3 separate regions of the Mus musculus genome follow, and regions 1 and 3 are each linked to region 2. A link is a contact called in public promoter capture Hi-C data. All regions are on one chromosome and are shown on one strand. The core of a region is the stretch at or near the end of the contact, and the rest is flanking DNA. Distances in the headings are between cores, read along the strand shown. Region 1 holds the start of Pdcd1 (programmed cell death 1). Region 2 holds the start of Bok (BCL2-related ovarian killer). Region 3 overlaps Crocc2 (ciliary rootlet coiled-coil, rootletin family member 2).

Region 1 (2,700 bases), core at 193-2,692, 370 kb after region 2:
TGAAGGAGGCATGCCACTTTGAGACATTTGTCAGAGACAATCTACAGTAGGCCTGCATAAATACATCTGTATCTCCATATTGTCTCATCAAAGCTTCATTTGCGGACATGCCCAGTGTGCCAGGTCACCAGAGTGAGTCATAGTCCCCTTTCTGTCTCAGTTGCTTCTCTCCAATGACACATAATCCTTCCGACTTTGCTCCGTGGGTTTCCTGACAAGGTTTCCCCAAGGGACATCTTTCACCCTAGGGCCTCAGACCATCTACCATGTTCAGGTCTGTTTCCTCCATCCAGTCTTGACAGCAAACCATGGGCTATCTTAAGAGGGTACGTGGAGGGAAAATGTCCCTGGCTTCCCAACCAGCCTTAGCCTGCAACCCAGGAGAGGGCCTGTGGTGGTAAGCACCCAGCACCCAGCTCCCAGTCCCATCCTGTTTTCACGGTAGTGAAGAGGCTGGGGTGAAGGTGACTGGGACGTCATATGAGCAAAGGAACATCATTGCAGGTCAAAGATGTTAAGGCAGCACAAGAGTATAAGCTTGTCTAGGCCACAATTCCATGCGCCGCAGGTGTAGCTCTGACCTAGGAGTTTGTTGACATCCAGGAGAAACAAAGTTCCCTCTGGTCCCAGGACCAGGTTCTCAGTGAAGGTTGGCTCAGTCCAGAGGGTGGGCAGGGGCCAAGGGGTACAGGGTAGTGAGGAGTAAGGAGTACAGGGAGCTGTGTTTTCACTGTGAGGAATTTGAGCAGGATTCCTGGACCTCTCCGTTTCACACACCCCCCACCCCCAGGATGCTATGAGGCCAGGGATATGAACTCGGGAGTCCCCCAGAAATGCTAGCACGGGAAGCTTGTCCATGAGGGTAGACAGCTGATTATACTCTTGGATCTTCAGTCATCTATACAGTGTGTAGGGCAGGCTCCATGTAGGGATGTCCCCAACCATAGAAAAACATAGAGAAAGGCCAAGGATACCAGGGCCTGCCAGAATCCTGAAGCAGTGGCTGAGGTCAGAGCTCTGTTCAGACCTACCATCGCTTCACAGAGAGGGACACAGAAGATCAACTGACGTTAGATAAATGTTCTGTCTGTCTAAAAGCAAGGAGGGGGTGGATTTTGAGCCCCAGGGGGCATTTCACCTGTAAAACCCACCTAAAGCCAATCTGTGTAACCAGGAGCCAATCCGTGTAACCAGGGACACAGGTGTTCCTCCCCTCCAGTAATAGGAACCGAGGGTGAACGTTTCTTCAAGCCCTGCCCCAGCCACCAACCCCAATTGATCCCACATCCCTAGGAGCCACATACCTAGAAGCCACCCTGATTGCCAGCTCAACTGCAGCACAGCCCAAGTGAATGACCAGGGTACCTGCCGGACCCACATGCCCAGAGCCCCTGGCAGTGTCGCCTTCAGTAGCAGTCTCCTCTTCCTCCTCCCCGCTGCTCAGGCAGAGTTGTCTGTAGCGGAAAGGAAACTGTCCCAGGTCATGTTGGAGGGAGGAGACCTGTTCTTGGCTCCCGCCCCCTCTTCCTCCACCTCCACAAGGGTGGGAGAACAGGCAACTAGAGGTGGGGGAGGGGCATGGAAGGGGGAGGGGAGTGGGAGGGAACGATGCCTGGGAGGAGCAGGTAAGGGACTAGTGAGAGATTGGGGAGCAGAGAGGGGGGGTTCTCTCTGACTAGCTGTCCTTGCCTCTTGTCCTGCTATGGGGTCCTCTCCATTTCTAGCCCCTCTTGTGGGTAGGTTTGGTCTTTTCCATTCCTGGTACCCCGATCGAGCCTTAGCTCCCAGGGCTGAGAGAGACTGAAACTAGGGCCAGACTCTTGTCCCTTTGGAGGGTGGGTGTCGAGGCCTGGCTTTGGTACCTATGGCCGCAGCGAGGGCAAGCTGGACCCTCCCCTACCTTGTCTGCCATGCGTGGCCTTGAATGCCCTGAGCTATGCCTTAGTCCTTTACTACTGAGGAGCAAGAGCCCAGCTATCCCACATGCTCCCGTTTGATGGGTCAGAGGAGGCCTCGAAGGGCTATAGTGAACATTTCCTAGGACCCGAGACGATGCCTTTCCTCTCCAGACACCCCTGTAGGTTCAGAAAGACCCTGGGCCTGGTCTTGCTTTCTCTTAAGGCTTTTCTTCCTTTCAAGATGCTGGATCTGCTGCCCGGATCTCACTGTTTTCTCTGCTTCTATAGTTGTCTTAGGTTTGCTAGCTCTGCTGCCCTGCATCTTTCTCTTCCCCTGAGAAAAACCTAACACCAGGCTGGGGTAGACTCAATTTCTAGGTCTTTCCCAGTCAACTTTCCTCAGTCCCTAGGAGGTGGAGGCCCACCTCACCTCCTGCTTGTCTCTCTGGGATTAGGTGGGGTGGGCCGACTTGTGTGCATGCATAGTACCTGGCTGGCTAGTCATTTCTGGGGCATTCTGATGATTTAATCATTCTGCTCTCTGTGTTTCGCCACAGTGAATGGGAAAAAAAGGGAAAACGAAACTGCTAATATTAGCAATGAGATGTGTGGGTCTCACCACCCTAAAATAGGCAGCCCGCCTGGAAACCATCTGGCAACTGCCTCAGCCACCCAGGTTCAGAGGCACTAGCTTGGTGGGGAAGGAAACATTACTTTGAACAGCACAGAAATGGAAAAAGAGTGTGAGGCACAGACTGGCCGCCTCCAGTCTCAGCATGGGGCCTGTGGGCAGAAGCTAGGG
Region 2 (2,700 bases), core at 152-2,651:
CTGTTCACTTGAAAATATTTCCATGGTAGGACTGGAGAGGTGGCTCAGCGGTTACAAGCACTGACTGCTCTTCCGGAAGTACTGAGTTCAATTCCCAACAACCACATGGTGGCTCACAACCACTTATAACTGTAGTCCTGTGAGATCCAATGCTTTCTTCTTGTGTGCAGACATACATCCAGATAAAACACCCATCTACATAAAACACATAAATAAACCTTTTAACATTTTCATTGTGATTTATTATTTATTGCCTCATTATAAGTACGCTGTTTCATTTCCAAGCATTTGGAGACTTCCACTGGTTTTTCTGCAATTTAGCTTTAATTCAGAGAGTAATTACTGTATGATTTTGGTTCTTTGAAATTTGTTGACACTTGTTTATGGTTTCAGGTGTAGTCTATTTTGGTGTGCGTGTGTAGAATATGCATTTTATAGCTCTAAGTGAAGTGTTTTACTTACACAAACTAGGTCGAGTTAGCAAATCCCATTGTTGAGATTTTGCAGTTGGGTCCAAAGATGAAGGAGAAGACCAGAGTCTAGTAGATGATGTTGACTTTCTTGGAAATCGGTATGGAAAAAGGGAGCTCGGATTCACTGCCACACTGTTCACAACGATGTCTGTGATCCAGCATAGGTCTAAGTATGAATCCTAAAGTAACTAAGCTTCTGAAGACCGCTGTAGTCTAGTACTCCGGAGCCAGGGGCTGGGTGATTCCTGCAGGTTGGACCAGCTGGTCAACACAGAGCTCCAGACAAGCCTCTCTCTCTTTGTGAGTCTCTCTGTCTCTGCCTCTCTCTGTGTCTCTGTCTCTCTCCCTCCCTCCCCTTTTTCTGTCAAAGGGAAATACCCTAATGAGAGATAACTAACTACAAAAGATTATATATTGGATTGGATATAAATAAGTCCAGCTCATTAAAAGCAAAGCTAGACTTGAGTGGGAATGGATGGGTATTTGTAGTATCTTCAACCATGTACATACCCAAGTCTTCACCACACTCCAAAGGCTCTATTAAGCCAAGAATGCAGAATCTATTTTTAAATATTTACTTATTGTTATTTTTGTTTTGTGTATGAATGTTTGCCTGCCTCCATGTCTGTGAATCCCCGTGCATGCCTGGTGTCCTTGGAGATCAGAAGAGGGCATCAGATCTCCTACAACTTCAAGAATCCAGGATCTTTAAGGAGCCTCTATAAGACAATAAGGAAATATAAGTCAGCTCATTTTAAAATGGAACTTGGTGCGCCCCAGTGGGTTGGTGTCAGAGCTGGATGTTCTTCGCGCTGCCTGCCGGGACAGCTCCAGTCTGGCGGCGTTCCCGGGCGCATCCCGAGAACTTGTGCTGGCCTTTCTTAAACCAGGGAGGCGTTGGGCAGAGCTGGGCTGCGGCTCCGCCCCCGGGGGTTGCCGTTTCCTTAGAAGGCGAAGCCCTAAGCCTGGCTTCTCGCCCGCGGGGAGACCGCGGTACGCCTCCCGCACCCCTCGGGACCAGGACTTCTGCGAGCGCGCGGGAAGACCGGCGGAGCCTGTGCTTCAGCTCGGGTGTGGACGGGGCGGGCGCTGGGGCGGGGCGCGCGCTCGCGGGTTTGAATGGAAGGGTCTAGACCGCCGGAGACGGCAGCGAGCGGGTCCTGAAACCAGAACTCCACCGCCGCCCCGCGCGCCATGAGGCGGGAGAGGTGAGTCGGGCGGGCGTGGCGTCGGTGCCCTGGATGTAGCACCATGGGAACAGCGACACCGGGGACAAACACGGGCTCTGCGAGGTGCGCAGGTGCGTGGTCTCCGAGCCCGGGGACTGCCGCGCAGTTTGGAGCCTTCCTTAGGACCCCACTCGTCGGCAGGGAGGAGCCCGCGGGGTCCTGCTTGTCGGCTGGTCGCAGCAGGCTACTCTGCATCCTCTTCTCCCCCAAATTGGTCCTGGAGCCTGGGCGCTGTGATTAAAGAACCTATCGCCACTTCCCTGCGGTGTTTCCAACCCCTGACCACCGCTGGGATCTGCGAGATTTAATTTAGAACCTAAAAAGAACCCGAGACTTTTAAAAGATTTGGGGTGCAAAACGAGAGGCTATCGGAAACCGGCCCTTTTTGAGGGCGGCGCACAGCCAACCTCCTGTGTTGTTTGAATCGCGCACGCGGTGGGGACCGCTGTGCCTCGGGCCGCGCTTCTGGGTCTCCTCCCGTGGCGGGAGTCCTTTCGCCACCTGGCTGGAGGCGGTCCGGTCTGAACTCAGTCTATTCGTAGGTGTGGCGCCTCTCGCCCGCGCTTCGGCCATGGAGGTGCTGCGGCGCTCTTCTGTCTTTGCAGCGGAGATCATGGACGCCTTTGATCGCTCGCCCACAGACAAGGAGCTGGTGGCCCAGGCTAAGGCACTAGGCCGGGAGTACGTGCACGCGCGGCTTTTGCGCGCCGGCCTCTCCTGGAGCGCTCCAGAGCGTGCCTCGCCTGCCCCTGGAGGACGCTTGGCAGAGGTGTGCACAGTGCTGCTGCGCTTGGGTGAGTGTGGGGCACCAGCAGGTACCATCCCAGGCCGCCCCTCTATAGCTGGTTGGATGGGCCTGCCCGCAGTGTTTCAGGGTTCCCGGTACAGCTGTTCTGCACAGACATTCCCTTCTTGTGACATGACCAGCCCTTCTGCGGTTGTGCCTCACCCTCCCGCTGGCGCTGAGAGAGGAGGCGTGCGTGGGAGCCCAAATCTGT
Region 3 (2,700 bases), core at 198-2,697, 480 kb before region 2:
GACATTGCTTGGGGATCCCTGAAGAAAAGCCAAGAGCTGTGACTATGTGGCTGCGGAGCACCGGCTCTGGCATGTGGAGCTTATCAGAGCATTCATCCCACATGCTTGTCTCAAGGCCTGGCAGTCAGGCCTCGGACCAGCCTCCCTCAAATCCAGTGGTCTCCCCACCCCCCAGGCTACCGTTACCACCATGACCAAAGAGCTGAGAACCCTCCAGGTCCAGTTTGAAGAGGCCATCTCTACCCACCAGAGAGAAGCTGACACTCTGAGGGAGAAGCTCCGTGAGATAGCGGCCGAGCGAAGCAGCGTGAGGAGAGAGGTGAGACGGGGTCTCTAGAGGAGCGTGAGGAGGACCCTGAGAGAGCAGGAATGCAGGAGGAGGGAGAATATCCCAGGACCAGGAGGAGACAAATGACTGCCCCCATTCGGTCTGGCAACCAGAGGCATCTCTCAGAGTAGTGAAATTGTGCCTGGCTCCTGACCTCAGCTGGAGAAAGCTGGCCCTGGCCTAATAGAAGGTATTATTTCTAGCCCAGAGTCGTAGATCTGGCTTCAAAAGGACTAGACCTGACAGAGCAGAGCCATTACTGCGAGAAAGCAAAGCTACCATAGCTTGCTATAAGTAGATGTAAGGCCCCATCATGGCCACCACCGGGCCTGCCTCACCCCAGAAAGGCCACAGAGCACCTCACCTGTGCTCCTGTTGGGATAGCTAAAGGCTGACTAACTACCCAAGGAGGCTAGCCATGGACAACTGGCTAGAAGCACATAACACAGGTCCCAGTGCCTCCACAGCCTAACCTTCACTTCTACACAATTCAGGGACTGGGACTCAGATGTAGGGAGCTGTATCCTCCCAAAGACTCTCAAGGCCACTGTGACACAGGGGTGGGAGGGCTCTAGCTAAGAAATCTATCCACCTAAGGAGCCATGGGGAATCCCCGGAGAGTTAGACTCTGCCTGCATAAGAGGCCTAGACTCCATATTGGATGGAGTAAAGTGGAAGGATGCTGAGTTTAGGAAACCCAGGGAACAAAGGCAGGAAAAGTAGGATAGTGGTGGGATTTTCAGGGACAGTCATGGGCCCTGATGCTCACACCAGGGCTCCAGGAGCCACATGATCATGACAGGGTGAGGGGCAGTCTTAGGCGGGGCCAGAGGAGGCCACAGCTAGGCCAGGCAGGGGCCCAGCGGGCAGCAGATGGAAAGGTGTTTCTGAGGAGTTCTGACAGGACTTGGGGGCGCCTGGGAGAGGCAAGGGCAGGAGGGTGTGTGGACTGAGATGGAGGGGGGGGTCAGCCAGAACCCAGGTGGGGCCTGTGGGGACAAAGCGGCCTCACAGCTCCTGGGCTGTGTGCCAAGGCTGGCAGGCAGGGCAGCTGGCCTGGTGTGGTGAGGAGAGGGCTCTCCCTCCCCAACACACCCCAAGGGGCCGGCCAAGAGCCCGGGAGAGGAAGAGAGCATGACTGAACATGACAGGCTGTTTATATTGGCCCCAAAGAGAGAGAGTTCCTTCCAACAGATTTCAAAGTCAGGCCTGGTCAGCGGCCACATGGAGAAGCGAAGTGCGATTTCAAAACCGGGGGCAGAGAGGGAGGGATCTGGAGAGGGGGCCTCGCTCACTCTGGAGAGATGAGGGCCATAAGCTTCGGGGCAAGGTCGAGTTTTCAGGAAGGAAGCCTCCCAGAAAGTGATAAGGGTGACAGGTATCTGAAAGGTAGAGGACCAGGTGGAAGAGATGATTGCAAGAAGGAATGAACAGAGGAGTGTCCCAGGTGCCATGGCTCAGAATTTCCCCGCTCTCAAGACGGAGCACTTTGCAGACCTTCTTGGGGGTCTCACACATGTAAATATGCACACACATGCAGACCTGCATGTTGATACCTCCCACCTGTGTGTACATTTAAGATGTACATCTATGAATGCATATACACTCTAAGGTGTAGGCATACTAAGCAATGTGTATACGCACATCCCATGCATTCCCATACACACGTGCGGGGCTCACATATGAAAGCCCATGAGGACACTGCAAAAACATACACATGTGCATGTAGATGATCAGCAAACACACATGTGCATTATACATCTATTATACATGTGTAAACAGGCATTTGCACGCATGCACACACATCCTTTGGGTGTGCGCCAACGCACACGTGTATCCCTTCACTCGCGTATGCATGCATGTATGCACACACAGGCCACCCCACTGCTGCACCCCTCCCCTGCTTGCCTCGCTGCCCTGCTCCCTGCAGAGCTCTGGAGTTGCCTCCCTGCAAGAAATTTCAAAAAAGACTGTTTATACAACTTCTAGTAAAGAAATAATTATAATAATCACATTAAGCGATTTGGCTGTAAAATTCCTGCAAAAGGGATGGATGTCCTCAGGAGAGGGTGGGTGGGGTGCTGGACTGCAGGGGAGGAGGTGGCCTGGCAGCAGGGGGGCCCTTCCCCCATTTGTTTTGCTTATTTTCATCTCCCCTGCTCCGGGAAATGAGTGCAGCTCCTTTTATGATGGACAGGCCCTTTCCCTGGTCCTTGACCTTCTGGGTGAATTCTGCTGAGCTCAGCGGAAAATGCTCTGCACGGTTGTGGCTCCCACATGTGGGGGGTGGGAGGGGAGCAGTGGGGAGGCCCTGGCCCTTCCCAAAAACAGAACAACAATAACAGCGGGCGGACTCTGGAGCCAGGCCGGCC

Evidence for each region. Promoter capture Hi-C pulls out the DNA fragments that hold promoters and counts their contacts.
Region 1: a promoter capture Hi-C map of stem cell-derived epiblast-like cells shows a contact between it and region 2, with 4 times the contacts expected there. The contact joins the promoter of Pdcd1 here to the promoter of Bok in region 2. A contact is called at or near these places in 2 of 39 promoter capture datasets (the HPC-7 cell line and stem cell-derived epiblast-like cells).
Region 3: a contact with region 2 is called in a promoter capture Hi-C map of cranial neural crest. The contact joins the enhancer-like site here to the promoter of Bok in region 2. A contact is called at or near these places in 8 of 39 promoter capture datasets (cranial neural crest, embryonic stem cells, frontonasal cranial neural crest and 5 more) and 2 of 115 datasets of contacts at active chromatin or transcription factors (embryonic stem cells and pancreatic cancer cells).

The regions. Positions count from the first base shown.
Region 1 is chr1:94,051,111-94,053,810 of GRCm38.p6, forward strand. It overlaps Pdcd1 (programmed cell death 1), which reads right to left and starts at 1,443. Exons shown (of 5, transcript NM_008798.2): 1 at 1,305-1,443. The coding sequence starts at 1,380.
Region 2 is chr1:93,684,174-93,686,873 of GRCm38.p6, forward strand. Bok (BCL2-related ovarian killer) reads left to right here and starts at 1,402. Exons shown (of 5, transcript NM_016778.3): 1 at 1,402-1,681; 2 at 2,245-2,496. The coding sequence starts at 2,274.
Region 3 is chr1:93,209,059-93,211,758 of GRCm38.p6, forward strand. It overlaps Crocc2 (ciliary rootlet coiled-coil, rootletin family member 2), which reads left to right. Exons shown (of 32, transcript NM_001310428.1): 21 at 176-319. Among named protein-coding and RNA genes, the nearest start is that of Sned1, 25 kb to the right of the region's middle. Within about 2 kb of position 1,448, at least 109 of the 459 cell types and tissues checked have an H3K27ac peak or open chromatin away from gene starts, as enhancers often do. A contact at or near this core is called in second pharyngeal arch cranial neural crest, where this site is marked.